Regions from separate parts of the Sus scrofa genome. Here regions 2, 3 and 4 are each linked to region 1. Evidence: chromatin contacts called from public HiChIP or PLAC-seq data. All regions are on one chromosome and are shown on one strand. Each heading gives the region's core, a stretch centred on a gene start, on an enhancer-like site or on the middle of the called end of the contact. The rest is flanking DNA. Distances are from core to core; before and after follow the strand shown.

Region 1 (4,602 bases), core at 1,849-4,348:
TTGTTAACCAAGCATTATAAAGTGCCTTATATACACACTCTTTCCCTAGAGCCCACATCAGCCCTTGAGTCAGGTCCTATTTTTATCACTTGACAGATGAGAAGCTAAGGGTCAGAAGTTAGGTAACTTGCCCAAGGTCAGTTAGCCAGGTGATGAGATTAAGATTTCAAACCAGGCTTGTCTGATTACCAAGGCAGGGCAGTAAACTGTCAGCACCCCTCCCCTGCCATCAACAGCCTACTCCTATAAGATTGCTACTCAGTCCCACTTCAGGGTGTTTTCTTAAAAAGAAAAAACCATAGTTCACCTCACCATGATCATGGGCAAGAGTACTGGGCACTTCACTGGGCACTTCCTGTAACAAGAGTCTAACCTGGAGGCTCTTTCCCAGGAGTTCACCTGCATCTGAACTGTGTGGGAAGAGCAACAGAATATGTCTCACTAGGTGCTATCAGAGTCCGGTCCCCAGCTGGTACCCATTCTAGTCCTCTGGCTGCCTTTCACAAAACACAAAGCTATCTCCCCAGCTCCAGCCCCGAAGAGCCACAGCTGCCCTGGCCCAGCTGGCCTGCTCTCCTCCTGGCACAAAATGCAGTGATTCCTTCTTTCACAAACACAATTAGAGCATTTCTGTCAGACTTTTTAAAAGACTTTTTTTTTTTTGATGTAAAAAGAATGAAATAATGCCATTTGCAGCAACATGGATGGACCTAGAGATCATCACGCTAAGTGAAATTAAGTCAGACAAGACAAATATGATATGATATCACTTATCTGTAGAATCTTAAAAAAATGATACAAATGAACTTATTTACAAAACAGAAATAGACTCACAGACATAGAAAACAAACTTATGGTTAGGAAAAGGGAAAAGGGGAGGGATAAATTAGGAGTTTGGGATTAGCAGATACATACTACTGTTATATAAATTAGATAAATGTCAAGGACTTACTGTATAGCACAGGGAACTATATTCAATATCTTCTAATAACCTATGATGGAAAGGAATTTGAAAAAGAATAGATATATATGTATAACTCAATCATTTTGCTATATACCTGAAACTAACACAACATTGTAAATCAATGATACTTCAATTAAAAACAAGACTGTATTTTAGATAAGTTTTAGATTCACAGCAAACTTTAGGTGAAGGTACAAAGATTTTCCATAAACCCTCTGCCCCCACATGTTATCAACACTTCCACAAGAGAAGTGCATTGGCTATAATTTATGAACCTACATTGACATGATATAATCACCCAATGTCTGTAGTTCAAATTAGAATTTATTTTTGGGGTTGACTTTTTAATTTCTTAAGAACTTTTGGAATTGTGTTTGGGATTTTTAAAAAGAGCTACTATGGTGTTGTATTTTAAAAGCAATTTTGTTTCCACTGAGGGAGGGCTTCAGGAGGCAAGAGCTGGTTTTCAAACCTTTCCCTTCAAGCAGAAATATTCTGTGAGTTCTTGGGGTATGCAGTACAGATATCACATGCCTTCCGTGCATGGTTCCCAGGATGACAAATAGATATGTTGAGGATAATAACAGTAACAACAACAAGAAACAATGTAACCTGCTTACTCTGAGTCATGTACTCTTAGACATGAGCCATACACTTTTACACTTTTACACATGAGCAAACTGAGGTCCAGAGAAGTTCAGTCACTTGTCTGAGGTCACACAGCTAAGAAGTACAAAACCTTAAAAAACAGAGGAGCGGAAATCTTTCAGTATAATTAAAAAAAAAAAAATTTTCTTCTTTCAACCACCTGCATATGGGCGGTTCTGAGAACACAGCCTTGTTTCCTTCCACAAATATTTATTGAAACCCTACCATGAGCCGTTCAAAGAAGGGTGGTGAGATCAGAGTTCCTAGGCTGTGATTTCAGCATTGGATAGAGGCGTGCAATGGTATTAGAAAATCTTCGCAATGTGAAAACAAGCTCTCTCCTACTTAGTGCCTCCACCTGGCAAACCGATCCCGTTTGCCTTCACAGGAGGAAGCGACAGGGCTGACACCTATTGTCTGTTCATGTTCATCCACTCAACCCTGGACTCTCCCTCCCCTCCCCCCCCACACACATGAAATGCTCCACCTGGTGAACAGTGCCCCCCTAAATGCCAGGCCTCATGGGCATGGACACTCCTTATCCTGCCCATCTTCTCTGTGGCATTTGACACTCTTACCAACTTTTTCTTGAAACTCCCTTTTCTTGAAACTCTAATGACTTTCCAAGACCACCCCTTTCTTGTTTCCCTCCCACTCCTCTGCTGCTACTTCTCAATATCTTTCATTGTAAGTAATTTCAAAACATGGAACTTTAAATATGCTTAATGCATAATTAACTCATAGTGGTTTTGATAAACTTTATCTGCATCATGCCAAGGGGTGAGCATGGGAAAAACATCGCAAGGAAGGCTCACAGCACACCCTGCGTTTGCCCACCGGTTCCATTAGAAGATGTGTTCCAGCTCCAGCATGGTGTTGAGCTTGGCTCTGTCTCTTCTGGGCACTCACTGTGAACCTTCAAAGCAGGAGCAGCAGCTCATTGTTTGCTAGGAACTATATTTAGGAAAGGCAAAGCCTGCTGGGTGTGGAAAGACTGCTGGTTTAGGCAGAGGGTCAGACTTAAAGGCCTAGACCTGTGAACACTTACTTCTTGGGTGTTAAGATTTTAAGTGTGTATTTTGGAACAATAGGACCCCAGCTTCTGCTGGCCCTAAAGGGTTACAGATTTTCCCTTTCCGTGACAGATTGTACAGCTACATCCCAGAAGACATAAAACTCCTTCCAGTCATCCCAGATTTAGGTCCATAGATTTCCAGTTATAGAAGAGAGCCATTCTGGGTAACGCAGCAGATGTAAATTGTGTGCCTGCATTGATTTCGCATTAATTTCTCGTAGGCTATTTCCATGGTGCTTAAATACCACTTTTTAAAGCTTTTATGGTATTGTATTTTAAAAGCTGATTTGTTTCCACCTAAGAGCAGGCTCCATGAGGCAAGAGCTGTTTTTCAAACCCTTCCTTCCCCTTGTGGGAAAGCATTTTCCCTGGTAAAGAATTGTCAATAATGAGCTGTCTGTTTGCACAACTCCTGCGTGCATATTCTTGTGATGCTTCTGTATTCTTCCTTTGCAAGACACGTCATGGGGCACAAGCTTTAGCTTTCATGCTCCCTTGAAAGACCAGCCCTGACACCTTTTGGAGCTGAGTTAAGTGGTTGTGTAGGAGCTCAGGGCTCAGATAATGGCCCTGAGTGTCCTTGCTGCACAGCTCTCTGGGCCCTTCATTTTCCTCTTGAACCAAATGCCTTCAGAACCTGTCAGATGAAGAGCAAAAAGACAATCTACCCCCTTTTCTTTTAAAAGAGAGAAGGAGAGCTAAGATGCTAGATTCAGGTTGAAGCCCTGAACATGATACAGAAGCTCTTCTTACAACCTTTGAAGCATTAATTTTACACATAAAGCCACACAGCACACAGCAAAATAACAGTATATCAGCTGTTTCTCTACCAACACACGGCACCAGACAACAGGGGCCCTTCAGTGGCATTTCTTCATTGATGTGGCAGTGTTTACTAGGCTTGGGTTTATTTTTGAGACCTTTTACAAGTGGTTTGATGAACTGAATTAAACTAAACACTAGGAGCACTTGAGAGTCTTGAAAATGCAACTGAAGAGAAGTATACAATTATGATGAAAACTAAAGTTACCATGAAATTGGAAAGAAATGGAAGGTGAATGTGGTTTAATCTGAGGGCTAATTCCCCAGCACAAAGAGGGAGCTGTGCAGCATGGACTGTACAACTGACTGTGAGAGGTTAGAATGCTGACGCTGAAGATGGTTGCAGGTTGGATGTCTATTATACTAAGATTAATTCAGGAGAACACTCTGGACTCAAGGACAAGCAGACATCCCTTTAGGGATGTAACCTCATAAAGAAAGGTAATTTTGTACAAAGCAGCTGCATTTACCAGTGACATGCTCATTTTTAGATTCTAGCACCACCTAGGGGAGAGAATGAAATAATTTTTATCCACTCTCAGGTCAAAAGACTCTATTAACAATTTTTCAGTTTTCAAAATGCTTTCATTTTAATGTCTCATTTGATACTCAGGTAATTATCTTTGAGGTATGAATTTCTATCATCATTGTACAGATGAAGAAATTCATCTTTCATGAGCTTATTGCACAAAGAACTTGGCCAATTTTTCATGTGATTGGAACTGTTCTCCATGAATTGATTACTTTTTAAACAACTTTATTCAAGTGTGATTTACATTCTGTAAATTTAACTGATTTTATATATACAGTTGATTAATTTTAGTAGGTTTGCTGAGCTATGCCGCCGTTATCATAATGCAGTTTTAGAACCTTTTTTAATCACTGCAAGAAGATCCTTTCTACCTCTTTTACACTTAATCTCCCTCCCCATGTTCCAGCCCCAAGCAGTCAGCAATTTGCTTTCTGTTTCCATAGATTTGCCTTTTCTGGACATTCTGCATAAATGGAATCATACAACATGTGTTCTTTTGTGGCTGGCTTCTTGCACTTAATGTAATGTTTTTTTAGGTTTGCCTAGTGTAGCGTTTATCAG
Region 2 (4,328 bases), core at 121-2,620, 140 kb before region 1:
CCAGGACCTTATGGCTGATTCGTAAACCCTGCCTGGTGAACCTTATGATGGTCCCCTAAGGGGTCAGTTGTAGGTCCATAAACACAGCTTCCACTATTTGACCCGAAATCCAAATGGAATAATGTCACCCCCACAGAGCACTTCCTCATTTAGCCAATTCTGAATTTTTTTTCTCAAAAAATTCTATCAAGAGTGACTGTTATACCCACAGAAGGACAAGAGTTCAAGGAAAAGAATCAGTCATTTCTTTCCTGATTTTAATGTACCAACAAATGGGTCAAATTCAATGTTCATTTCTCAGGTCTTTTATTTTATTCCAAGCCTACACAGGACACTAATGGGAAAAAAAATCATTCATTCTTCGACAAATATATATTAAGTACTTAGGACTGCATCTCATCAATTCTAAAATACACATATTTTTTTCACATTTGATCATCTCTGGAATTGAAATACTGCTGAAAATTAACAAGGGTTTTCCTCCTTGGTACATAAAAGAGCATCTGACAATTACACTTGTCACACAGGAACTGTTCAGTACTTCTCAACTGGGTAAAACCACCTTTCCCCTTGACTTTGTCCTTTCCTCTTGAGTGCATCCTTGGACACTGTTACCAGAGCAACCTCTCGGGTCATGTAACCCTTCTCCCTGATTTAAATGAGCCAAAGAATTCCCTTTGCCCGTGGCTAAGAAGGAGTAGGAGGCCCAGGACGTGGCCCAGAGCTGCTCTCTCCCATTATCTCCTTGTGCCTCCTGCCAAATTATGAGCATTTTCCTCAAAATACCAAATTTCTCTCAATTCCATGTAACTTTTTTTTTTTTTTTTTTTTTTTTTTTGCTTTTTAGGGCCACTCCAGAGGCCACAGAGGTTCCCAAGATAGGGGTAAAATCAGAGCTGCAGCTGCCAACCTACACCACAGCTACAGAAATACCTGATCTGAGCTGCATCTGTGACCTACACCACAGCTCACGGCAACGCTGAATCCCTGACCCACTGAGCAAGGCCAGGGATTGAACCCATATACTTATGGATACTGGTTGGATTCATTTCCACTGCTTCACAACAGGAACTCCCCACATAACTTTTGGGATTCAGCTCAAGGATAAACTACCTGAAATCTCTTTCTCTGATACCTCCTCTTCCCCACGGAAGAAATCAATGTCCATCTTCTGATGTCCCACAACCTCCTTGCTATATTATAGCATTGCCCTACGATTATTTGGGGTTCTTTATCTCCTCCAAAAGACCATGATTGCTGTGAAGGGAAAGGCTGAATCTTGCATGTTTCTGATGCAAAGCCCTTGGGATTCTGCCCATGATGGAGCTGGAGATCAAAACAAAATTCTTGAAAGGATGGATGAACAAACCCCATGACACTCTTTCCTTCCTCATTTCACAGGGTGACTCACATTTGCAAGTTCACGACTCTCTAGGTCATCAGAAATCAGATAGGAGTTCACGTCTTCTTGGTTACTTTTAAAGTCTCAGGTCTCCTCTGTCTGAAAAGTGAAAATTCTAGACTGATGATCTCTAAGTTCCCTTATGACCTACAATTCTGTCATTCACACACCAGTGAAAACTACCTGCTATTCTGATATCTGGCACTGATCAAATACTGCTTTCCACAATGGAATCATCTTTTGAAAATGGATTCTGAGACTGGTGAAACAGCCTGTGCTCAAGACTCTCAAGGTTGTATGTTGGGGAGAGAGGGCATGTCTAAAAGTCCAGGGCAAATGTATCATTTGAAAAGGCATATTCAGTATAATTTTAGATCTAGAAAACAAATACTCTCCTTTTTCATTACAAGCAAAAGAAGATAAGATTTGATAAAGTAAGCTTGGCAGATGGAAAAAGAAAAAAGACAGTGATTCCCTATGGAAGAGAAGGCATGATATTTTCATAACGTGTAGCATAGGTTTTAGAAGCTCACAGAACACTATTATAAAAACTAACATGGCATAGTCTCTGGTACTACTCTGGGTTCAAATTCCAAATCTGTCTTCTATAAGCAGCTCTGTGATTCTGAACACTTAATCTTCTCCCAGCCTTAGGTTTTTGTTGTTGTTGTTGTTGTTGTTGTTGTTTGCTTTTTAGGGCCGCACTCATGGCATATGGGAAGTTCTCAGGCTAGGGGTCCAATCAGAGCTGCAACTGCCAGCCTATGCCACAGCCACAGCAATGCCAGATCTGAATGCATCTTCGACCTACACCAGAGCTCACAGCAACACCAGATCGTTAACCCATTGAGCAAAGCCAGGGATTGAACCCGCATCCTCATGGATAATAGTAGGGCTCGATTCTGCTGTGCCAAAGTGGAAACTCCCTCCCAGCCTTAGTTTTGATATCAGTAAAATAGGGATTATCATACACATCTCATAAGGTCATTCTTAAAGACTGCATATAAAGCTCCTCTAACAGTGCTTGGCATTTAACAGGCTCCTAATAAATGGTCTCAATTATTACAAGCAGTATTACTAATATCCTTTTCTTCAATCACAGAGATCACATTACATGCTCCATTACATGGCATGGGATGGTGGAGATGCTCTCAGGAAATTGGCAAATGGTGATGGTGATGATGACAATGATGAAGATGATGTCAGATGAAGCAATAAGTATCCATGGAGTGGCATCTGATTTTTTAAATAGGTACTGAAAAGAGATCTTTTTATGATTTACCTGCTTTTTAGCAAGCATTTTTTTTTATTTATGAACCACAGATACCAAGAGTGCTTATGACATATGTGTGCAGTTTAATAAAAACTGCAATAAACTAAACACAGTGACCATCCCTGGAGCCACTACCCAGCTTAGCAAACAGAACATTCCCACTCTGACATCATCTGGAGGAACTTCCTCCCACTTCCAATAGAAACTCCTACCTTGAATTTCATGTTTCTTATGTCTATCATTTCTTGCCTTTTTCAAAAAAGTTTTCTTCAGATCTAATTCACAAACCATGCAATCAGTCATTTGAAGTATATAATTCAGTGGTTTTAGTATATTCACAGATGTGTGCAACCATCACCACAGTCGTTTTTAGACATTTCATCACCTCACAAGAAACCCTATGCCCTTTGGCTATCACAGCCCACATGCCCTCATCTTCTCCCCCTTAGCCCTGAGCAACCACTCATACACTTTCTACCTCTGTAGATTCTCCTGTCCTGGATATCTTACATTAATAATATCATACAATATGTGACCTCTTGTGACTTCACTTAGCATAATGTATTCAAAGTTCATCTATGTAGTAGCTTGTATCAGGATTTCATTCCTTTTTATGGCCAAATAATATTCCATGGTATGAAAATGCCAAGTTTTATTTATCTATTTGTCAGCTCCTGGACATCTGGGTTGTTTCCACCTTTTGGCTATTAAGGATAACACTGCTATCATCATCCACATACAACTTTTTGAGTGGATGTACGTTTTCATTTCTCTTGGGACTACAATACCTAGGAGTGGAATTGCTCAGTCACAGGGTAACTCTATTTAATATTTTGAGGAACTGGGTTCACCAGCTTTTATACTGATTCCCAGAAGACAAAAAGGTAAAAGTTCATTAATGACTTATGGGGCTAAATCAAACTTTTCAGCCAAAGGTAGATGTCCAATGCCTGTGGCAAGTCTTATAAGTAGTTACATATCGATTATTCACATATGTGCAGATACCATCTTCTAAGAATTGACATTTAGTAGCTGTAAAGTCAGCCAGTATAAGCAGACAAGAATCAAGGCATCCCCACCTCCTACCATCCTTGGTTTGGTCCCTTGACTCTCAGAATGCCTTTTTTTTTTTTTTTTTTTTTTTTTTGATCTTTTTAGGGTCACACCCACAGCACATGGAGGTTCCCAGCCTAGAGGTCAAATCGGAGCTGTAGCTGCTGGCCTGCACCACAGCCACAGCAACACTGGATCTGAGCCTCATCTGCGACCTACACCACAGCTCATGGCGACACCAGATTTTTAAACCCACTGATCAAGGCCAGGGATCAAACCTGCATCCTCATAGTTGCTAGTCAGATTCAGTTCCACTGAACCACAATGGAAAATCTCAGAATGCCATTTTTAAAGCATTTCTTTTTTTACCCAGTGCACAATTTTTGTCATTTTAATAATGAAGCCACTGAAGGTGGAATATAAAAACTGACTAATATTGAAGACCTACAGAATTACCAAGCCATTATGCACAGTCTATTTTTTTCAGACTTACTTTCCAGCAAGAAATGATAATAAAAATTAAGATAGGTCTACTTCCCACCAAGACCCTGAATGGCCAGGAATATGCTGATACTGCCAATGTGATGATTGGAAAGTGGG
Region 3 (4,162 bases), core at 629-3,128, 240 kb before region 1:
CCTTAAAAACAGTATATTTTAAAGACTCTAAAACAGTCAGTGTCAAAATTTTGCTCATTTCCTGAATGCTGTAATTAAAGAGTCACTCCTCACACTTGTCAGAGCACAATGGAAGGCACCCTTGGATGCTGGCCTTCATTTGGACGTGACCAATGCTCGAAACCCCCAACCCTGCTATTTTGAATTCATGAACTGTTGGCAGAGTGCAGTAGCAAATATTAATTTCTATAAGTATGCTTCAGAAGAGAAGCAGCCCTTGCAATACATTGATCTCTCATGAATGTAGCAATAACATGTCACACCAGTGAGAAGGCTGATACAGAATCCTAAACCCACCCTCCACACACTCACACCCTTGTGAGAAAGTATGTGGAACACCTAGCTTCAAAGACAGCTTGGAGGTTCCCTGGAAGATTGCGCTTGTGTGTGTGTGTTTGTCCATTACATGGATTTTAAGAACAACTTCATCTAAGTGGTCTTCTCAGCTGCCTTGTCTGTTTCCACAGAGGATGGGGTGCTGGAGCCAGACTGCAGAGGTTTGAGTCCTAGACTCACCACTTTCTAGCTATGAGATTTGGAGGAAGTCATTTCATATAATGTTTAGAATTTGCTTTAAAATTCTCCAACCCAAAAATAAAGATGAAGGAAGTGGTGAGAGAGTAGGTGAAACAGGATGGTCCAAGTATTGATGGGTTGTTTTGTTTTGTTTTGGTTTTTTGCCCCCCCCCCTGCGACCTACACAGCTGTGGCAACGCCCAATCCTTTAACCCACTGTGCTGGGCCAGGGATCAAACCTGTGTCCTGGTGCCACAGAGATGCCGTTGATCCCATTGTGCCACAGCAGGAACCCCTGATGATTTATTGAAGACGGCTGAGAGAAAGTAATTCATTCTATCTACTTTCATGTTTGTTTGAAGTTTTCCTAACTAGTTCTGAAAAGGTACTTTTTTTTTTTTATTACTTAGAGCATAAATAATTTCCCAAGCCCTTTCACAGAACAACTTTCTCATTTATTTCAGAGATAAAAGGAGAGAACATATTAGGAATTCTTTTTTTTTTTTTTTTTTTTAAAGGCTGTGCTCCCCAGCACATGGAAGTTCCTCAGCCAGGGGTCAAATCGGAGCTGTAGCTGCCGGCCTACACCACAGCCACAGCAACATAGGATCCGAGTTGTGTCTGCGCCCTCACCATAGCTCACAGCAACGCCGGAACCTTAACCCACTGAGCAAGGCCAGGGATCAAACCCAAATCCTCACTGATACTAGTTGGGTTCTTTACCACTGAGCCATGACAAAAACTCTCATATTGCAAACTGTATTCTTATTTTGCAGAACTATTTCTTTGTGGTTTTCCTGTTCTCGTGTGTTAGTGATATAACAAGAAGGACTTTACCTTTTTTTTTTCTCTTCTACTAATTCAACTGTTCAGACCTAGGAAGAAATCCAGCTCCTGATGTGTATTTCACTGCAGTTCTTGCCTCTTTTAGGCCAGTCAAAATCCTAGGTGTCTGGACACAGTTATAATTTGGTGTCACTCAGTGTTGGCTCTGAGATTCCAGCTCTTCAATCACTCCCCTTTTGGAGGCCGGTGGAGGAGAGGACAAGGGAAGGGATGTACCACATTCCATTTCAAGCACCAAGACATTGGCATTTGGCTCCCACCGATTCCTTAACATCTGGAGTGATCAAAACACAGACGTGGTGCCCATGGAGAGAAGAGGCAAGGAAGGCACTGCATTGGGCTTAGTACATACTTTCCTTTTTTATCCTCCCCTCAACTTTCACATATAAGAAAAGCACTAAGGAGAAAAAAAGATGGTTTCCGGCCGGGGCTCCAAGAGTGCCAACATAAACAGCTGGTTTCCCCCGAGTTATGTTAATATAACTGACTCATGGGTGATCTCCGTCAGGGCTGCAAGTGATAATGTCAAAACTGTATACATTGGGGAAGGACTGTTTGAAACACTTTTTCCTCAAATTATCAATTTTTACTTATATTCCAACCAAACATGGGCATCTCTTTTATTCCTGATGGATCACAGAAAATTCAGAGACTGTTTTTCATCATGTCTTTGAGGGAAAAAAAAAAAAAAAAGGAACTTTGGGTATAATTTTATTATTTTTTCACATCTTCATCAGCTAACTTAACCTGGATCTGTTCTTTTAGATTAAGTGTAAAAGAATGAAACAAGTTTAAATTTTATGTTAAAAATTTAACAATTATCCCTGAAGTAAAGGTTAAAAATATATTTAAGACCAGCTAATATCAGCATCAGAGGAAGAGAAGTAATGACAGTTTTAATTATTGCATTCTCTTGTTTTGCACTTCTGAAGAGCAGCAATTAAACCTCTACTTAGACTTATGTGGAGAGTAAAACGACTGCACCTGCCATACAGACACTGTTTCATGTCCTTCAACTTCAGAGAGTTTTAGCTCCTTTGACTTTAGACCTCAGATCAGCCTGCAGGATGCAAACTGTTTTAAGAGTAGCACAGGGTCTTTGATGATTTAGGATGGTGGTGTTCATCTAATTCTAACTTTCCAGTCACTATGAACAAGTACATATCCTTGCCTCTACCAAAATCAATACAGACTAAAGAGTAAGTTGGTTGCCATCCAAGCAGTACACATGGGCCAAGTGTAGTTTCTAAGGACTGTAACACTGTCATTCACTGTCTGGATCTTGGGCAAGTCCCTTCCTCTGACCCCCCCCCCCCATTCTTGGTCTCTCTCTTCAGGCAACTATCGTGAAGACACTTTGTAAAATGTAAAACATTCACCCACGGAACTTTTGGGCAGGAGGAATATTTACCTATAAAGGCATGAAGCCAGACTGGTGGGTTACCTTTGGGGCAATGGCTGCCTATGGCAAAGACAACAGGCTCACTAAATATCCCATCTGTTCTCCCACACTGTCCAGCCCCTATGCAGTTAGGCTGGGCCATGTGATACTTCTGACCAATATGATGTGGGCAGAATGACATGTGTCATTTGCAGGCCAAAATGTAGAAGAGCTGGTGTGTGATCTTTTGGCTGTGTCTTTACTTGTTATGGTGATGGAAGGGGCTCCAAGTTGCAGGCATTGCAGCTACGAGATGGCAAAGCTGCTGCTACCATTAGCCCAGGTCCCTGAACAACTGTGTGGGGGTATGACACCACCGCCAACTCTTTCTGAGTGTACAGAGTAAATAAGAAACAAATCTTCATGTGTTAAACCATGGGAAGATGGGATTATTTGTTTCTGTACCACATCTATCGTACCCTGAATAAAATAATGTTTCAAATCCAAAAATCTTAAAATTTCCACCTAACCAGCTTCACAGAACTCCAGATGCTTTCTTTCTGCAACTTCCTCCCACACTGATAGATGAGAAGAAGGGCAGTATGTAGGGAAAGGCTCCTTCAGGGCATCCTGGCAACCATGCACATCTCCACATAGGCATAGAGACAAGGCTTACCCGAGGTCTAACCTGAATCTTAGATGGATGCCTTGCAATTCCTTCCAAAATGAAGGGAGATAAGCAGCCTTGTGGGCATGCCCAATCTGGTGGGAGCGCCCATCCATCTTCGTCATTTCAGTTAAGTACTGGACTTTCCAGCTCAGGCTCCTAACCTGCCGGGAACAGCTGCAGGTCCTGTGTCTATAAAACTACTTGGCACTAATTTAGAGATGGCTCCTCTAGGGCAGAACGACCCATACCCAGTGCTACCTATCACCTGGCCCCTCCAAGTCATTCTGTGTAAGGAACAAGGGAGGTAGGAAGCTGACGCCATGCTGATCTTGCTTTCACTGTCTAAGGACTAAAACTTCTGAAGTCATCTGAGCTCCTTCTGTCCTTAATGGCCAAATCTATGAGAGTGTGGTGACCCGAGGTAGTAACTGCCCTATTAGCCACGACACTGCTGCTTAAACACCTGTGACAATTCAAGGTGGCTTTTTAAAAAAAAAAAAAAACATTTATTTATATATTTTATTTATAAATGCACCTTGCCAAAAACATACTAACATCTTGCATAGGGGTATGTAATTTAAAAGAATGTAATTTTATTTTCAGTTTAAAATTCACAAATATTAACAGGTTATTAAAGTTTTCAATAGAGTTATGAGTTAATGAAAAACCCTTGTCTCATAGTAGGAGTAGATATTTGTAAGTATTTTTGG
Region 4 (4,523 bases), core at 290-2,789, 200 kb after region 1:
TTTAAAAAAATTAATCTGATCTGCTCACAGATTACTCTGGCTTCTTCTTATGTAATGTGTGTTTCCTTTTACATAATAAGAAGGTGGCTTTAACATGGAGAACAGACTTGTGGTTGCCAAGGGGGAGGGAAAGGGAGTGGGATGGACTGAGAGTTTGGGATTAGTAGATGGGCAATGAGGTTCTACTGTATAGCACAGGGAACTGGGTCCAATCTCTTGAGACAGAACATGATGGGGGGTGATATGAGAAAAAGAATGTATGTATATGGATGACTGAGTCACTTTGCTGTACAGCAGAACTTAGCACAAATTGTAATCAACTAAACTTAAAAAAAAAAAAGGAAAAAATCAAAGAAGTCAAAAACAAACAAAAGAATGTGGCTTTACATGACTGACATAATATACTTGTGGGAGGGAGCAAAACTTTTTCCTTCTTCCCTTCTAGATTCTTTGGCTGGTCTAGAAGTTAAATTGACATAGACAGATTAACAAGAGAAAAATAAATAGAATTTTGTATATAGGAAAGGCCATAAAAACGTGAGATTCAAAGATGTCACCAAAGCCAGCAGCTTTTATACCCTTTAGACAAATAAAGAATAAATCTGTGAGGACAAAACATAGGTAGCAAATTAGTGAAGAAGACAACAAGGTTTGTTTACACATTCTTTTTGGCCCTGAATTGCTTCTCTGGCAATAAGGATGCCTTCCACTTTCCTGGTACAGGGAGGGTCCCTTTCACATGGGAGTTTATTTCCTGCTCTCAGGGAGTAATGGGAGGATCAGAGTGTCCTTGTACCAGCTGTTTCTTAAGTTAACTTTAATTCAAAATAATCAATAGGCCGAAGCAGCATTATTTTGGGGCGGCATATGCTTCTCACTTTCATGTTCTTCTGAAAAACAAAATGAGTATTTTTTCATGTGCATATTAAAACATTAATTACTATTTTGCTTGTGGCCTTTAGTTTCTAAGTTCCCTTACTCTTTTCTTCCTTTTTTAATAAGAAGCCATGGTGAAAATTGTCCATTGCCTTCTTAAAAACAGCCACTTAAAAACTAGAGTGAGATGTGGTATCACTTACATGTGGAATCTCAAAAAAAGGATACAATGAATTTATTTACAGAACAGAAACAGACTCACAGACTTTGAAAAACTTATGGTTACCAAAGGAGACAGGTTGCATGGGGAGGGATGGACTGGAGGTTTGGAATGGTAATGTTCTAAAATTAGATCGCAATGATGGTTATACTACTATAAATATAATAAAACTCACTGAATTAAAAAAAATTTAGAGTGAAAATTCTTGTGGCTTGAAAAAAAGAGAGATAGTTCAAAATTGGTTTCTAGGCCCTGGGAGCACAAAAGCAGTGCTCTCCTGTGGCTGCCTCTCTACAGACTTCTGGACACAAGGACCCATGGACTCAGCAAGCCATCCATTATAAGGTATCAGAGGGTAATGCTCTGGCCACTTGCACTGCAGGGGAGAAGTGACTGAACCTGACAGCACCAAGCCCGTGACGTGTTACTTTCTTTCTTAACCACCCAGAAGCACTTCCTTCCTTGCTTGCCCAATCCAAGTAAGGAAGGGCATCCTGTTGCCCTGGCAGTTCCTGTAGCCTGAAACCACTTGCTTTTGTTCCTACCCTGTTTTCTTTGTGTTTCTCTCAAACCGCTTCCTCATGAGACCTCTCCATCCAGCCAAATGGATTTATTATATTTATTTTTCTTTTTCTTCTTCTTCTTTTTTTTTTGTGTGTGTGTGGGGGGGCACACTGGCAACCAGGGGTCAAATTGGAGCCACAGCTGCTGGCCTAAGCCACAGTCACACCAACACAGAATCCGAGCTGTGTCTGCAACCTATACCGCAGCTTACAAAATGCCAGATCCCTAACCCACTGAGCAAGGCCAGGGATGGAACATGCATTCTCATGGATACTAGTCAGATTTGTTTCTGCTGCACCACAACAGGAACTCCTATATTCCATTTTCCAACTCCCCTAGTTCTTCCCTCCCTTTGGGTTTATGCCACTGCCCCACCCTCATGCCTTCCCCCTCATGGCCAATAAAGGATTAAATCCTCCCCAGCATTTCAAGGGGCAGCCCAAATCTATATCTCCCATGAAATTTTCTCAGACCACCCTAATTTAAAAAAAAAAAATCGCTTTTATTTCTCACACTTAGAACAATCAGCAGCAGCAGATGAGTTAGACAACAAATTAAGCCTGATGACATTTCTACTGTTGTCTGGATTGGTTATTTAAATATTCTCTGGCATTTAGTGTTTCACATATTTATATCTATTTCCTCCAATCAAGTTACCAATAACTACGGATCATGAGTTATACCTTTAAAATCAACCACCATTAAAATGCATCCTACAGGAAAATTCCATCTTACTAGCATTCATATCTATTTTAAGATTATAAGAGATTTAAATCATTTATATTATCAAATAGTAATTGCAATAACAACAGCCAACGCTATTGCCACAATGTCTTATTATACCCAATATCTTACTTGGCATTCACATCTGCCCTGTGAGGTAGATACATTATTTCCTCCACTTCTCAGATAAAGAAACTGAGGCTGGCAAGGTTAACTTGCCCACAGCCATCCAGTCAACATACATTTATGGAGCACCTACTATGTGACAAGCATTGTTAACAGCATTAATGATTCGAAGCAGAAAATCCCTATCCTCAGGGAGCTTGTAGGTATTATACCAGAGGAAACAGACTATCAACATATAAAACAAATATCAAACCAGATAATGCTAAGTGCTAAGAAGAAAACCAAAGCAGAGTAAGGGACTGGAGAGTAATAGGGTGGGGGGCACACCTCTTACAAAGGATGGTCAGAAAAGGCCTCTCTGGGGAGATGACACTTAAAGCAGAGACCTGGATGAAGTAAGATAACAAGCCATGTAATTATCTGGGGAAAGATTCCAAGCAGAAGAAATAGAAATTGCAAAGGCCCTGAGGCCAAAGGAAGCTTAGAATGTTCAAGAACAACAAAAAGGTCAAAGTAGTCAGAGTATTGTGAAAGAAAGAGCAACAGAAGGGGATGACGTCAGAGAGCAAATGGGGAGGTCTGATCACGTAAGGCTTTGCAAGCCATTGCCCAGGTTTCTTTCCCCCTGAGATATAATACAAAGGTTCTAGAAGGTTTTAATCAGGGGAGTGAAATGCCGTGACATTTTAAGAGGTGACTCAAGTTGTGTAACTAAAGAGTAGACTGAGAGAAAGCAGATTACTTAGAAGACTACTGCAGTCAGCCAGATGGGAGATGATGGTGGCATCTTAGAGTGATGGCCGAGAAGCAGACAGATCTAAGATATACAGTGAGGGCACAGCCAAGAGGATTTTGTGATGTAAGGTGATACAGAGTGTAAAAGAAAGAAAAGTGCCAAGAAACACACTAAGACTGGTGTATATATGAGCAACAAGGAGAAAAGTCCAATTACTGAGCTGAGGAACATTGGGGTAGTGGGGAGTGAGAAGGTGCAAAACTTTTCAGAGGCAAATTAAAAGTTCTGTTTTGGAAGGGTTATGTTTGAGTAACTTAGATTCTCAAATGAAGATCTGTAGAAAATAGAATACATTTATAAATCTGAGATTCAGGGCTGAGATAAAAAATTGGAAGTCAGATGGCTTTAGACATTATGATTGGCTTTAAATAACATATTCACACCAAAAAGAGGCTGAGAACGGATAAAGGACAGAAGTCTGAAGGCTGAGGCTCAAGGCCCTCTAACATCTAAATGTCAAGGAGAAAGAAAAGATCTAGCAAAAGAGGCCAAAAAAGAGCTGCCAGTAAGATTAGAAGAAAGCCAGGAGAGCATGGGGAGACAGAGCCAGGTGAACAAAATGCTTCCAGAATAGAGTGATCAGTTATGTCAGAGGCCATAAAGATGAAGATGAAAATGAAAGACGAAGAAAGAGGAAGACTGAACTGACCATAGAACACAGCAGCATCGAGGTCACTGGTGACCTAGACATAAATGGTTTCAGAGGAGTTTGGGTACAAAACCTAAATGGAATGGGTTCAAATTTGAATGTGACTACAAGACACTGCAGAGAGAAATTAAAGATCTCTTAAGTGAACATACCATGTTCATGGATTAAAAGACTAAATATTACGATGTAGCTTTCTGCACAAACTGATCTATAAGTTCAATAAATCTAATCACAATGATTTCACTGGGCTTTTTGTAGAAATTGATAAGCTAATTCTAAAATATGTACAGAAATGCAAATGACCTAGAATAATTGCCAAAGCTATTATAAAAATTAAGACCTAAGTTGGGGGATTTATACCACCTAAGACTTTGACTAGTAAGTCTACATTAATCAAAAGTCTAATCCTGGTATGGGATCAGCAAAGAGATCAATGAGACAGAACAGAGAACTTAGAAACACCCATATTTACATGATTATTTGAATTTTCACAAGTTGACAAAGAAATCCAATAGAGAAAAACAATGCTTTATAACAAATGATGCTAAGACAACTAAGTATATGGCAAA

Evidence for each region. HiChIP or PLAC-seq counts read pairs in DNA pulled down with a chosen protein or histone mark.
Region 2: an H3K27ac HiChIP or PLAC-seq map of alveolar macrophages shows a contact between it and region 1. The contact joins two enhancer-like sites. A contact is called at or near these places in 3 of 47 Hi-C or Micro-C datasets (embryonic fibroblasts and skeletal muscle) and 1 of 2 datasets of contacts at active chromatin or transcription factors (alveolar macrophages).
Region 3: an H3K27ac HiChIP or PLAC-seq map of alveolar macrophages shows a contact between it and region 1. The contact joins two enhancer-like sites. A contact is called at or near these places in 1 of 47 Hi-C or Micro-C datasets (heart right ventricle) and 1 of 2 datasets of contacts at active chromatin or transcription factors (alveolar macrophages).
Region 4: an H3K27ac HiChIP or PLAC-seq map of alveolar macrophages shows a contact between it and region 1. The contact joins two enhancer-like sites. A contact is called at or near these places in 6 of 47 Hi-C or Micro-C datasets (embryonic fibroblasts, epiblast stem cells, fetal heart ventricle and 3 more) and 1 of 2 datasets of contacts at active chromatin or transcription factors (alveolar macrophages).

Annotation. Positions count from the first base shown.
Region 1 is chr13:110,128,458-110,133,059 of Sscrofa11.1, forward strand. The region is part of intron 5 of LOC106507999 (a long non-coding RNA gene); the gene reads left to right. Among named protein-coding and RNA genes, the nearest start is that of TNIK, 78 kb to the left of the region's middle. Within about 2 kb of position 3,099, at least 9 of the 83 cell types and tissues checked have an H3K27ac peak or open chromatin away from gene starts, as enhancers often do. A contact at or near this core is called in alveolar macrophages, where this site is marked.
Region 2 is chr13:109,990,936-109,995,263 of Sscrofa11.1, forward strand. All of the region lies in intron 1 of TNIK (TRAF2 and NCK-interacting protein kinase), which reads right to left. Among named protein-coding and RNA genes, the nearest start is that of TNIK, 59 kb to the right of the region's middle. Within about 2 kb of position 1,371, at least 7 of the 83 cell types and tissues checked have an H3K27ac peak or open chromatin away from gene starts, as enhancers often do. A contact at or near this core is called in alveolar macrophages, where this site is marked.
Region 3 is chr13:109,890,458-109,894,619 of Sscrofa11.1, forward strand. All of the region lies in intron 2 of TNIK (TRAF2 and NCK-interacting protein kinase), which reads right to left. Among named protein-coding and RNA genes, the nearest start is that of TNIK, 160 kb to the right of the region's middle. Within about 2 kb of position 1,879, at least 5 of the 83 cell types and tissues checked have an H3K27ac peak or open chromatin away from gene starts, as enhancers often do. A contact at or near this core is called in alveolar macrophages, where this site is marked.
Region 4 is chr13:110,333,777-110,338,299 of Sscrofa11.1, forward strand. All of the region lies in intron 1 of PLD1 (phospholipase D1), which reads right to left. Among named protein-coding and RNA genes, the nearest start is that of PLD1, 40 kb to the right of the region's middle. Within about 2 kb of position 1,540, at least 7 of the 83 cell types and tissues checked have an H3K27ac peak or open chromatin away from gene starts, as enhancers often do. A contact at or near this core is called in alveolar macrophages, where this site is marked.